3 separate regions of the Sus scrofa genome follow, and all the other regions are linked to region 1. The links are chromatin contacts, called in public HiChIP or PLAC-seq maps. All regions are on one chromosome and are shown on one strand. Each heading gives the region's core, a stretch centred on a gene start, on an enhancer-like site or on the middle of the called end of the contact. The rest is flanking DNA. Distances are from core to core; before and after follow the strand shown. Region 1 holds the start of KIF21B (kinesin-like protein KIF21B). Region 2 holds the start of KIF14 (kinesin-like protein KIF14). Region 3 holds the start of DDX59 (probable ATP-dependent RNA helicase DDX59).

What was found. HiChIP or PLAC-seq counts read pairs in DNA pulled down with a chosen protein or histone mark.
Region 2: a contact with region 1 is called in an H3K27ac HiChIP or PLAC-seq map of alveolar macrophages. The contact joins the promoter of KIF14 here to the promoter of KIF21B in region 1. A contact is called at or near these places in 4 of 47 Hi-C or Micro-C datasets (embryonic fibroblasts, liver, mesenteric adipose tissue and 1 more) and 1 of 2 datasets of contacts at active chromatin or transcription factors (alveolar macrophages).
Region 3: a contact with region 1 is called in an H3K27ac HiChIP or PLAC-seq map of alveolar macrophages. The contact joins the promoter of DDX59 here to the promoter of KIF21B in region 1. A contact is called at or near these places in 1 of 47 Hi-C or Micro-C datasets (liver) and 1 of 2 datasets of contacts at active chromatin or transcription factors (alveolar macrophages).

What each region holds. Positions count from the first base shown.
Region 1 is chr10:23,489,225-23,493,781 of Sscrofa11.1, reverse strand. KIF21B (kinesin-like protein KIF21B) reads left to right here and starts at 2,701. Exons shown (of 38, transcript XM_021064269.1): 1 at 2,701-2,736; 2 at 2,794-2,954. The coding sequence starts at 2,701.
Region 2 is chr10:23,175,446-23,180,002 of Sscrofa11.1, reverse strand. It overlaps KIF14 (kinesin-like protein KIF14), which reads left to right and starts at 2,084. Exons shown (of 33, transcript XM_021064497.1): 1 at 2,084-2,564.
Region 3 is chr10:23,220,405-23,224,961 of Sscrofa11.1, reverse strand. DDX59 (probable ATP-dependent RNA helicase DDX59) reads left to right here and starts at 2,432. Exons shown (of 7, transcript XM_005653799.3): 1 at 2,432-2,682; 2 at 3,884-4,557. The coding sequence starts at 3,895.

The DNA of each region.
Region 1 (4,557 bases), core at 1,452-3,951:
CCCCCCAACTCCTCAGGCTCCCATCTGCCCAGACGCCCACCGCTCCCTGCCAACAGCTCCTGTCAGCAGAGGTGATGGGGGCCCAAGACGCCTGGGGGAGGAGCTCGGCTCAACTCCAACTCCTGTCCCGTGGGGGAGGAGGGCCAAACATGGGCTAGCATGCATGCATCTGTGTGTGTGTGTGTGTGTGTGTGTGTGTGTGTGTGTGTGTTGGGGGTGGAGGGACACATGCATACGGGCAGCTGATGTAGAGAAGCCTTAGGATTTGGGAAGGAGGAAAAAGGAGAAGCAAACAGGAGGCAGAGGGGGTGGAGTGGGAATGTACAGAGGAGGAAGCTGGGCGCTGCTGAGGCTGGACACAGGCTGACAGGGCAGGCACATCCTAGTGCCAGCCCCCCCCCAACCCCCCCGCCACGCTGACTCTCTTAACTAAATCTGCCCAGGCTGCAGTTTAAGCCTCTTCACTACCAACTCAGATCCCTGTCTGATTTCCTCGCCTCCAGCAGCAGCGCCCGAGAGGCAGCCGCCCAGAGGCCCTGACCTCTGGGAGGCTTGAGTTTCCAGCACACGTGCCTCCCAGCTCCTCCTGGTTCGACACCCCTGTGACCTGGAGGGATGTGGAGGGGGTGGGGGCAGCGCTTCTGGCGCCATTTCCCAGCAGTGAATCTATGAGTCAGAAGGGTCACCTACTCTCAGAAGTCAGAGGGGACTTCCTGGAGGCAGGAAACCAGAGTTGGGCCCTGGAGAAGCCCAGAGTCTTGTGGGCAGGAGGGCAGCTTTGCAAAATACCGCACGAGCCTCCAAGAGGACAAAGCCTGGAGTCAAAGCCTGTGTCAGCCCAGCTCTGTCCACCAGCCCAGCTCCCGTCCCTGCACAGCTACTGGAAGGGATCTGGGAAGCCTGGAACCGGATGCAAAGTTCAAATCCGGGATCTGCCGCTTATATGCTGGGTGAGACTCAGTTTCCCCATCAGCAAAAATTAAAAAGAATACAGCCTAGCTCACAAGGTCATGAGCATGAAATGAGAACATCCACGTCGGGCTCCTTGCTGGTTGGAGAAGCTCCTCTCATATTAGTCTCCGCCCATCTCTCACTTTGGTTGGATGGACTCAACACTCTGCTGGCCTCCTGCCCCGGGAGGGGCAACTGCTGGCCCCAGAGAGCCCGTCCTCCAGATTCAAATGCTAGTGAAAGGTGTGGGGTCCCCCCCAGGACCTTCCCTATCCCCCTGCCCCTCCTCCATCCTGGAAACTGCTGGCAGCTGCCGCCTGTTTGCCAGAGGATGGGGTGGAGGTGGGGAATGGGTTTGCTCTTGAAATTACTTTGGTTTGGGGGCTACGGATGGAGCAGTCATCTGTGGGGTGGGTGGGGGGAGGGAACGAGAGGAGAGTGGCACCCCAGACACTGCTCATCCCCTAACCCACAGGCTTTTCAAAATCTCCGATGTGGTTTCATCAGCTGAGGGTGATGCAAGAGGCCTGGAGCCAGGCTCCCCTTCCTCCCTTCCCCTAGAGAGCTTCTTCCACATCTGGAGCTGCAGCTGGGTCCTCCTCTTGGGCTCCTTCCAGGGAAGGGAGCTGGCTGAAGTGAGAAAAGGGAGGGCAGCTGGTGAGGGGCCCCGTGAATGGCCCCAATGTTGGAGGTGGGGGGCAGGGAGACGGGCGAGCTCAGAGGGAGGAGAGGGGGACTGGAAAGGCACCTCCGACTTTCCAGGGCAGCCTCCTCCATCACCGGGCCCGGGGCTCCCTTAGTCTTAAAACCCACTTGAAGGCAGAAGGCAGCAGCCCTCAGTACCCCCCTCCCACTGCCTCCCCCTCAGCCTCTACTCAGGTGCCTGGAGCTGAGTACTCCCTTTGTTTCTGTCCCCCAGGGGCAGCTCAGGCCTCCCACACTTACCCTCTGCCCCAAGGCCACTCAAGCAAAGGGGTAGGGGGAAGGGGGTCATCTATGGGTCAAAAAAGTCACTGGAGCCTCGTGGTCTCGCCGAAGGGAGGGGGGGACATCGGGGCTAGGAACTTGGCCCCAGATCAACCTGAGATGAACTTTAAAAGCTGCAGGGTGTGGGTGGAGGGAATTTCAGTGAGACAGTAGCAAGAAACCCCCTCCGTAAAAGTTGGCAATTCACTGTAATACATGCAGAAGGGAGGCTTTCCCGGCGGGCGCCTTCAGAACACAAAACCGCCAGTCGCTGGGAGACGCTCAGCAGAGAAGCCCTAGGCCGGGAGACCGGGTTCTTACCCACGCTTAGCCACTAACTCCTGTGTGACCTTGGTAGTTCCCCTCTCTACGTCCAGGCTTCCGCATTTAGGAGCGGGGGTCCCACAGAGGCTGCAGGTGTGCATCCCTGGGGGCCTAGGCTCCAGCGTGGTCAATTCTCGGCCGGCGTCCTTCCAAGCCCCAACCCTGGCCATCCAACCAACCCCCCCAACAAGTGCGTGGACGCGAGCCGAGGGGTCCCTTTAAAGGCTCCGGCCAGCCCCTGCTGCCGGCTCTGGCCTACGATTGGTGGGGCGGGCCCAGGGGCGGGGCTAGGGCGGAGCCGAGGCTGATTCGGGGGCGGAGCCTTCGCCGGGCCGGCCCCCGCCCCCTTTGTTCCGCGGCTGCAGGCGGCGCGGCGGGGCCGGAGGTGCGCGCGCGGCAGCCGCGCGGTTGGAAGCGGGTCGCGCCGCGGGCTGTCATCTGGCTCCGCGCCGCCGCCCGATGGCGCGAGGGGGCGCGCGGGCCTGGTTCCGGAGAGCCTCCCCCAGCCGCGGGTGAGCCCTCCGCCGGCCCCCGCGAGTATGTCACCTCCAGCCGCAGCAGCCTCCGTCCGCAGCACCCGCGCCCCCGCCTCCCGCAGCCGCAGCCGCCGCCCGGGGCATCGGCCCCCAGACCCCCGCCCCTGATCGACGCGGGACCCAGCGCCGGAGCACCATGGCCGGCCAGGGGGACTGCTGCGTCAAGGTGGCCGTCAGGTAGGACGGGCGGAGGGGCGCGTGCGCCGAGGGCTCGGCTTTGTCTCGCGTGGGCGCGGGACTGGACCCCGGAGTCCCGGGGCACCGTTCGACCCACCGCCGGCGCCCGCTGAGGTCCGGCGGGCCGGGCTGGAAGGCGCCGCGGGCTGGAGGGCGCCTCGTGCTGGCCTGGCCCCCGCAGAGATCCGCGGTCCCGGGGCGGCTGAAGGTGGCTTTGTTTGGGTGGTAATTTCGAGACCCTCTTGGGAGCCCTTAATGATCAGAAAATCGAATAAACAAGGAAATCCGGTATTTCACACCCAGCCCTGGCCCAGGCCAGAGCGTCTGTGTGTTTCCTCTTCGCCTCCCCACGGGCTGCTGTCTCATGCGGGGACGTTGGATGGGGGGATATTTCCCCGCATCCGCATGGGCCAGCCGGTTCTGCCCGCTCTTTCCAGCTGGGAAGGCAGCACGCCACCCGGGGCTGGTTCCACAGACAAAGATCGAGTGCAGGACGAATGGGAGGGCTGGGATGGGGCCTTGGCCCTCCTAGGGGAGTGGCGGCTTTGGAGAGAGCCTGGGGCCGGGGAGGAAGGATGGGGTGTATCTGAGGTTCTGCCTCTGAGAGGGCAGGATGCTGATGCCAATCCTAAGGCCCTCAGACAGAACCGACTAGGGGAGAGCCTCAGTGGCTTACCTGGGACTTAAAGGGACATCCTGGCAGAAGTGAGGTGGGCAGAGGACAGGACACCCAGAGGTGCAGGGTGAGAGAGACGGTGTTCTTTGTGTTGGGTGGGGATGCTTCACACCACGGGCGTCACTCTTCCGGTTTTTGATTTGGTTTTTTCTCTCTGAGAGGCTCTCTTGGTGGGAGAGTGCCAATCTGGGACTGGTCACCAGCACAGGCAGTGGTACAGAGCATCACCCAGCCCTGTGTGACAGGGTGGGGTCTGCATCCCGGTCCAGGGTGGGTCTGAGACAGGTCTTTAAGCTTCCTTGGTTGTAAGTGACCCAGATTCTAGGTTTCCGAGGCCATCACTCTGAGATGCCCTTTCTGCTCCAGGACAGGTGCCCCTCCCCCCAACCCCAGACACCTGGCCAGCCCTCTGCAGCCCCAGAGAGGGTCAGTGGACCGCTGATCATAGCTCTGGGGTTGAAGGAGAGCTGCCCAGGTGCCTTTCCCCCTGCACTCCCCGCTGCAGTCAGAGTATTGCTGGGCCCTGGACAGCCCCAGACAAAGAGGGGCCGCAAGGTGCCTGATGGGCCGCCCAGGGCGGGGCCGCTGCAGGGCTGACTTGGTGGCGGGATCCTATAGAAGCCTAGGGCCATGTGCACGGTGGGGTTGGGAGTGAGAAATGTAAATGAGACAGCTGCAGCAGAGTGGGGGAGCCTGGGCATCATAAAAGGGAAAGTGAAATCCGGCTGGGAGGAAGGGGGCTCGGGGTGCCCCTCCCAAGGGGCTTTCCTTCAGACTCCATCTTACTGGAGAGAGCCGAACAAAGCCCCCCTCCCCCACCTCCGTCAGGGCCCCCAGGCTCGACTGGGGCGTGGTAAGGTGGGGGGAAGCCCCTGGCCTTGGCCCTCTGTGCACAGGAGTGAGGGACAGCTGGTGTCCCCTTCCCAC
Region 2 (4,557 bases), core at 835-3,334, 310 kb after region 1:
GGGAACTCCTAGAAATGTATACTTTGAATTTTGATGCAAAATCACCAGCTCCAAAACTAAAAAACATTTTTTTTACTTGTACCTAATTTTTTTTAACATTTGCATTTAATGGCTGGGTTTTACATTCTCCTTTTATCTATTTTTTTTTTGTCTTTTTTTTTTTTTTTTTGTTGTTGTTGTTGTTGTTGCTATTTCTTGGGCACTCCCGCGGCATATGAGTTCCCAGGCTAGGTCGAATCGAACTGTAGCCACGCCTACGCCAGAACCACAGCAACGCGGGTCCGAGCCACGTCTGCAACCTACACCACAGCTCACGGCAACGCCGGATCGTTAACCCACTGAGCAAGGGCAGGGACCGAACCCGCAACCTCATGGTTCCTAGTCGGATTCGTTAACCACTGCATCACTACGGGAACTCCATCCTTTTATCTATTTTGTGATATGCGAATTCTTTATTGTGAAAAATTCCTTTGCCAATTTTTATATTTTATTTGTTTTCTTATTCTATTTATAAACTTATTTTCCTTGTAACACTGAAAGAGATCTTTGTCTTCTGCTATATTTATTTTTCTAGTTTACTGCATTTTTGTGTTAATTTGAACCATGCAGACATTTAAATTTTTTTCTGTATTTTATTTATTTATTTTCTGCATTTTAATTTGTCGATTTTTTCCTTTGCCATATTTTCATTTGCTTCTAGACGTGATCATTTTCCTATAGGTCTGATATTGTAATTGTTTCTCTGATGGTTTCTCTATAACTTAATATTAACACATTTTAGAATTTTTTTTGAGTGAGTTTTAGCATGAGGACTTTATCATCCATTCAACTTTCTATAAAGTTGGAGTCAACTCTGGTTTCTCTTTTTTCTCCCACTGAATCATTCTCATTATCTGCACTTTTTGCTCCTTAAAAAATATATAGTTGCTTTATAATCTCTGCTTAAGTAGATCTCTCTCACTGATCTGGTAATTTTTCAGCATGTATTTTTGTATTATTTTTTCCTGTTTCAAACTCATTGCAATATTTACAGAAACTGAGTTATATCTCACGACATGGGCTTTGGAATTCTAGTTACATCACTTCTGCCTGTCTGATTTTCCACAAGTTTAACTCTAAACCTCAGTCCCTTATCTGTAAACTGGGGATCATATTAACCTTTACCTCCTAAGATATTCATGATTAAGTGAGGAATTCTATAGAAGACACTTAGGATACTTCCCATCGCCAGGCTTTGAACGGGAGAGCCTAGAAAAGTGTGAATGTGGTTAACTTGGGGGGAAACAGCCATTTCCGCACTAGGAAGTCCTGGCTGTGAGGCGGACAGACTGCTCATTTTACACCGAAGCTGGACAGCGTTGTTGTCACTGTCCTCGCTCACACCCACCCAAGCGCCCCGCCCTGGGAAGTGAGTCCTGCTCTGCAGCCGCAGCCCAGGTGGGTGCGGCCGTTGCCTAGGAGACCGAGCGGCGGGTGGGCGGGAGCTCGAATCCGCGCGTCCGGCGAGCGCGCTTCCGGGAGTACGTGCGTGCGCGACGCCCGGCAGCCAATCAGAGGGCGGGGCGCGTATTCAAACCTTGGTCGTGCGGCGGAGGGGTGTGCGGAGTGGAGACTGACAGGTAGGGGCCGCGGGGGCGGGGGGGCCCAGCACGGAGGAGGGAGGGGGGCTGCGAGGAGGGGCTGCGGCGCTGGGGCCGGCGCGTCGGTGCCGAGAGGGGGCAAGCGGCTCGGGAGTATGGGCTGGGCTGGCCCGCGGCCCCAGTGGGGCCGGTCCCCGGGAAGGACCGGGGTCCCAGAGTGGGGCGGGGCCGGGCCTGGCCCTCGGCGTCGCTGACCCTTTCCCGCCCGAGGTGACAGCTGAGAACCCTTCCGGTCTCTTGGCCACCCCGGCCCCCGAACAAAGAACCGTACAGATCCTTTAAGCGGCTGTAAGTGGCAACCGTTTTGTTTGTTTTTGTTTGCTTTTTAGGGCCGCACCTGTGTCATATGGAAGTTCCCAGCTAGGGGTTGAATCCGAGCTGCAGCTGCCGGCCTACACCACAGCCACAGCAACGCCAGATCCTTAAATCACTGAGCGAGGCCAGAGATAGACCCCGCGTCGTTGGCTCCCTTACCATTGAGCCACAACTGGAACGCCAGCCTGCCGGTTTTCAGCCCAGTGCAAGGTCTGGAATCTCTTCTTGCCATTATGTTTGCTTCCGTATTAGGAAGAGTCAAAAGGTTGACGGGAGATGCTTAGAGTCTGGCGAATTTAGAGGTAATGATTGTGCATGATTTTAGAACTCTGTAAGACTTACTTAAAAATGAGCCTCTATTATTTTGTTCCTCCAGAGCCATCATCTCTGGTGTGGACTTTAAAAATACAACAGTCAGCTTCTGTGTTAGCAGGAAGAGTTTATGTGGGACCAGCAGGGAGGGAGCTGCAGTTCAGGAAGACCTTGCTGTGCAGAAAGGACAGACCAGTCCCAGAACAAAGAAGAGGGCTTCCCTGTCTGGGCATCTCCAAGCTGTTGTGGGTTCTGTTGGGGCCACCTACAAGTCCCAGGAATGTTTTGTTTCCCAAGGTATATAAAAGTTATGTTTATGTTATACTGTAGCCTATTCAGTGTGCAATAGCATTGTGTCTTAAAAAAAAAAAAACAATGTATATACCTTCATTTAAAATACTTTATTGGTGGGCGTTCCCATCGTGGTGCAGTGGAAAAGAATCCAACTAGGAACCATGAGGTTGCGGGTGCGATCCCTGGCCTTGCTCAGTGGGTTAAGGATCTGGTGTTGCCGTGAGCTGTGGTGTAGGTTGCAGACACGGCTTGGATCCTGCATTGCTGCAACTGTGGCGTAGGCTGGCAGCTGTAGTTCTGATTCAACCCCAGCCTGGGAAACTGGGAACCTCCATATGCCCTGGGTGTGGCCCTAAAAAGCAAAAAATAAAATAAAATACTTTATTGGTAAGAATGCTCCCCATCATCTGAGCCTTCAGAGAGTGGTCATAGTAACATCAAAGATCTTTGAACAGAGATACCATAACAAGTAGAGTCTAATGAAAAAGTTTGCAATAGTGGGAAGATTACCAAAACCTGACACAGATATGAAGTGGGCAAATGCTATTGGAAAAATGGCACTGATTTGCTGATGTAGTGTTGCTACACTACATCAACTTCCATTTTAAAAAACCCAGTATCTGGGAAGGGCAGCAAAGAACCTGAGACAGGTCTGCCTGTGTGGAGGGAACTGAATGACGGTCCTTGGAGGTGAGAAACAGCTGGTGGTGATGGCCTCTTTAGTGGCTAAGCTATGAATTTTCTCATTGGCTGGGCTGTTGCTAGGCAAAGAGGAAATCTTTCTTCCTCTTTGCCCTGGGATATGAAGGAGGTTCTTCCAGCAGAGTCTGTCAAAAAAAAAAAAAAAAAAGGCAAGGGGTAAAACACAAGAGCTCCTGTTCAGATCCCCGCAACTCTATCTTAAATGAGGTCTCCCGTATTTACTTTCACGATGAAGTAGTTTGATCAGGCGTCATTTTACAAGTTAGGATCGGCATAGATGTGTACAGGCTTGTTTCCGTCTGTATAACCAGTTAGATGCAGAGTGACGAGAAGCCAGACCTCTTCGCTGTCGCTGCTCTTCTCTTTTCTCTGAAACATTAATGCTGGGTACATACAGTTGACACGTGTTTCCATAAACACTTGTTTACTTATGGTCTAACTGCTAGAGGGCAGGCTGTCTGCTTAACTAATCTTGCGTGATTTTTCTTGACACAAGCAATTAATATACAGTTCTTGTCATAGATATTGTCTCTGGTGCTTATTTGGGGATAATCTGGCTGGTGGCACCTTGCAACTTCATCTCCACAAGGCCTTCTTGCATGTAATGTGTGATCAGTGGGTATAAAAATGCATCACTCCCGTCTTTAATTTCAGTGCTAGAGTGTCAGTCCCCCACCCTGCTCCCCAAGCTGGGGGGATGCTTAAAAAAAAAATCTTTGTTGACATGTACTCTTTTCTAACTTTCACCATCTCAACCATTTTTAAGTGAACGCTCTTAAATATGTTCCTTTTGTTGTGTAGTCATCACCACCATGGGTCCCCATAAGTCTTGCCGTCTTGTAAATCTGAAACTCTCCACCCCTTAAACCATAGCCCTCCCTTCCCCCAGCCCCCGGCATCAAACATGAGACTTTCTGTCTTGTTGACTTTAATACTCTAAGTGCTTGATAGAAGAGAAGTCATGTATTGTTTGTCTTTTTGTGACCAGCTTATTTCCATTTAGCAGAATGTCCTGGAGGTTCATCCATATCGCAGCGTATTGCAGAATTTCTTTCCGTTTTAAGGCTGAATAATATTCCATTGTATGAGTATACGACATTTTGGTCAATGGACGCTTGGGTCGCTTCTCCATTTTAGCTCTTGTGAATAATGTTGCCATGAACCTGGGTATACACTTATTTCTTAGAGACCCTTTTTTTCAATTCTTCGGGGTATATACCCCGAAGTGGAATTGCTAGTTCTTGTGGTGATTTTATTTATAATTTTTGGAGGAACATTGACACTGTTTCCATAA
Region 3 (4,557 bases), core at 1,183-3,682, 270 kb after region 1:
TTAACAGAGCAGTTAAATAAAATTTTATTTCTAGAGCAGTTTTAGGTTCAGAGCAAAATTGAGCAGAAAGTACAGAGATGCCCCATCTGCCCCATCCCCACATATTCAGCGGCCCCCTCCCCCATTGGTAACACCCCTCTCCCCTAGATGGTATGTTTGCTACAATGAACCTACATCAACATCCCAGCATCCTTCAGGGTCCATAGTTCCCATCAGTTGACTCATGGTGGTGGACATTCTCCAGGCTTGGACAAATGTGTAATGACAGGTATCCACGGTCACAGTATCACAGAGTAGTTTCACTGCCCCAAATACCCTCTGTGCTCTGCCCACTCATCCCTCCCTTCCCCAGCCCCTGGCAAGACAAGGAGTTTTTAAGACATCAAAGTTGTTAACTATGGGGAGCTCCCATCATGGCTCAGTGGAAACGAATCTGACCAGCATCCATGAGGACACAGGTTCGATCCCTGGCCTCGCTCAGATGGGTAAAGGAGCTGGCGTTGCTGTGGCTGTGGTTGTAGGCCGGCAGCTACAGCTCCAATTCAATCCTTAGCCTTGGAACCTCTATGTGCTGTGTGCGCCACCCCCAATTAATTAATTAATTAAAGTTAACTACAAAAGATAAAGACATATTTAACTACCCTAAACTTGAGTATTTATTATCAAAAGTTAGGATAGAAACAGACAGTGAAAATATCTTGGACTGGATCCTGGCCTGGGGGTGAAATAACTGCTCTAAAAAACATTATTGGAACAACTGATGAAATTTTAATGTGGACTGTACTTAAGACATCAGTATTATATCAGCACCAAATTACCTACATTTGAAAATTGTTCTGCAGAAACAGGGATTATCTTTGTTTTCGAAGATGCACCCTGCAACTTACTCTCAAATGGTTCAGCAAAAATAATATATACACATTGGCTCTTACACACAAATACTGCAAATGGTGAATCTGTGTGAAGGGCATACAGGAGTTTACTGTATTAGTCCCTACACCTTTCTACATGTTTGAGGAGGCCAATTATTACCACACAGAATCTCTTATTCTCCAGCATGCATTAGAGGTAGCAATAATTGGGGCCCTGAAGCACTTCTGGAAAGTTCTGCAGGGCATCCTGAGATCTCCGCCACGGTTTGTCTTGAGAATATTTGTTGAGGAGCTCCCACTGTAGCTCAACAGGTTAAGGACCTGACTTAGTGTCCATGAGGATGCAGGTTCAAACCCTGACTTCCTTCGTGGGTTAAGGATCCAGCATTGCTGCAAGCTACCACCTAGGTCACATATGTGGCTCTGGTCTGGTGTTGCTGTGGCTGCGGTGTAGGCCGGGCAGCTGCGGCTCCAATTGGACCCCTAGCCCAGGAACTTCCATATGCCTCCAGTGAGCCCTGAAAAAGAAAAAGAAGAAAAGAATGTGTATGGAAATGCCAAGGCTTCTGTTTCAGGACCATGGAAGAGACCCATGAGAGTGAGGGGTCTGGAAATTCAAATTTCATTAGCTTCATGGTCAGCTTGCCTCTAACAATAAGAAAATACTAGAGACAACACAAACATCCGCAGAAAAAGGGATCAACAACTATACATAAACTACTTCCCAGACACACACTATTACAGCAGTGAAAATAAATGTTCTACTGCTTGCTTACACTTAACAACTTGGATGAATTTAAAAAAACATGTTCCCACAAGGCTACACATTATTTTTATAAACCTCAAAAAGAGAAAAATGAAACAACGTATCTTTTAGGAATGCCTCCAACTACGACAAAACCACCAAAAATGGCAAGGAGACACCAAGGTTAGGATCCTGGTGGTTGAAGGAGTAGCAAGGGGCAGAATCCCGGGGTGCACGTATATTTGCTCACTATGGATATTATGGAGTCGCAGACTTCCCTCCGTTTTACTAGTATCCTTTAGAAGTTATCTATCTGTTCCACATATGCATAAAATATTAGACTCGAAAGTATTGAGGTCATCACGCTCTGCTTCCCTCCTTCCGGTCCCCCCACTTTCCACCATCACTTCCCCACCAGCTCCAGGGAAGTGCGACCCACGGGGCCCCAGCACGTGACTGTGACTTTCTCCTCCCGTCCGGGTGGGGTGTGGTGGGGATACACAGGGTATCTATCTCACGGGCACATTAAACCCGCTCGGTTCATTCCTCAGTTATTAGCCGTCTAAAAGCGGAACAGGTCTCCGAGCCCAAGGGGCCTCGCCCTCTCCGCCCTCACTCCCACTTAACCGCCCCTCCAACGGTGCCGGCCACCCCACTCCCGCGACTTCCCGGGGCGCCCCGCCTCGGGTCCTCCCGCCCCGCCCCGCCCCGCCCCGCCCATCCGATTACGTAAATTCTTCCAAGAGAATCCCCGCTTTTGCCCCTGGGCTTGGAGCCCGTGGGCTCCAGCCAAGCTCTGGCATTTATCGCCCCCAAGCAGGGGGCCAAGAAGGGGGCGTGGCAAACGCTCCCTTCCGCCCGCCCAGCCGAGCCCCGCCTCCCGCAGTGGCCCCGCCTCCTGCGCGCATCGGCACCTCCCAAAACCAGGAGAAGTGGATTCTGCGCTCCGCACTGCTCCCCCGGCCGCAGGGCGGGCGTGCGGCCCAGGATCATCAGCCGGAAGCCCGGTCCAGCGCCTCAAGGGTGGGCCGGCCCCGAGCGGGAGAGGACGTGGCCGCAGTCTGCGTGAGTGAGCATGCCCCCGTCCCGCGGCTCAGGCCTGCCTCGCGTCCTGCTCCTCTCGAGCGGGACCCGGGCGCCTGGCGTTGGCGGCGGGACAGGCCCTGCGCTGTCCCCTCCCCCTTGCCTCCCTCTCCCCTCCGCCGCCTCCCGCCCGGCGCACCCTGCCGGTCTCCAGGCAGCGCCGTGACGTCACGCGCATCTGCGTGCAGTGCCGCGGTGGGGGGGGGCGACGTCGGGGGGAGGGGGGCTGTGTTGGGGGGAGGGGTGGGGGCGACGCCCGTGGGGGAGGGGATAGGACGGGGCGTTGCGGGAACTGGAGCGAGCGGTGGCCGTCTAGCCCGTGCGGGTTCGGTTCGGTTTCACCGTGAAGCCCTGCGTTCCCGGCTCTTCCTGCTCGCGTGCGGCTGCCCCTCCCCCACGCCCTTGACCATTTCTGAGCCTTAAGGTTGTAACTCTCCACTGTCACGTACATTTTTGTTGGAATCTTTCCGGAAAAATGGAATCTGGCAATGTATCCCAAGGAAATATTGGGAGAAAAGTGTTTATTAGCATATTTGGCAGTCCCCAAATTAGCTTCAAAGCCTGTTTCCCAATCGAGGTCATTTTGCAAAAACTTGTTTTTGCTGTAAATGAGAAGAGCCTTGGTTGGGAGCTGGTACCGGTGCCTGGTTCTGCCTCCAAGAGGCTGTGAGCTCCAAGTCACTTAGCTTCTGGGGGCTCAGCCCGTGATGAAACAAGATAAAACATGCGTGTGCGTGTGTGGGGTGACGCTACGCTATGGCACAGGCGCTCAGGGCTGAGCTTGGCACCTCTGTCCACTGTCCAGGTGTTACTTACTGTGGCTGCTGGTAAAGACTCCCCTTGTGCAATAGCCCTCTTTGTGTTTCCATTTTTGACAGTGTAATGGAAGAGTTTACTCCAGAATATCTCTGATGGCTGGTATTTCAGAGCGCAAGTCAGTCAATGAGCAGAGGTCAATGGTGGGAAGCTGTGTGCATGGAGGACGGGACAGGACTGTTTTCACAGGAAATGGGCAGGGGTGGTGGGGAGGGGACTTGGTCTAAGCGCTGCCTTCTCTGTCCCCTGGAGGCAAAGCCCAGGGACAAGGCTGACTCCACAGTAACCTCAGGGTACTTCATACATGTACTTTATATGTGACTTTCTTGACGGTAAAATCAATCTCACTATATAATCTCCTATACAGAATATTGAAGGATGTTTGTTCCAAGATCCCTGAAAATCAAGCGGAACGCTAGTGATGATGGTAGAAGTTGTGTGGCCAAGAAAATCAAGCCAGAAGGTGAAAATCCTGGGCTGGACGCTGGCGGGTTTGGTCCAGCTGTCACCTCAGACCCCAGAGAACCAGCAGCGCATCCGCATCCAGCCGGCCCGGTGGCTGAGGGGGTTCTGGCTGGACCCGAGCAGGAGGCACAGGACAATCTCCCGGAGGAACCCGTGAAGTCCTTTTCCAAAACCCAGCGCTGGGCAGAGCCCGGGGAGCCAGTGTGCGTGGTGTGCGGGCGGTTTGGAGAATACATCTGTGATGAGACGGATGAAGATGTGTGTAGCCTGGAGTGTAAAGCAAAACACCTTCTGCAGGTTAGGGCAGCCGAGGAGCAGAGAGAGCCACCCCAGGAAGGGAGTTCTGAGCCGGGGGCTCCATGCCCTGCTTCCTACGTCTACACCGAGCACGCCTTCATCTCGAACCTCCGGGAGGACCAGATTGAAAACCTTAGAGGGCAGCTGGGAATCGTGGTGGAAGGGCGAGGTGTCCCCAGGCCCATCATTGACTTTGGGCATTGCGGCTTCCCTGAGACCTTAAACTTCAACTTGAAGACCGCAGGCTACGAAGTTCCCACGCCCATCCAGATGCAGATG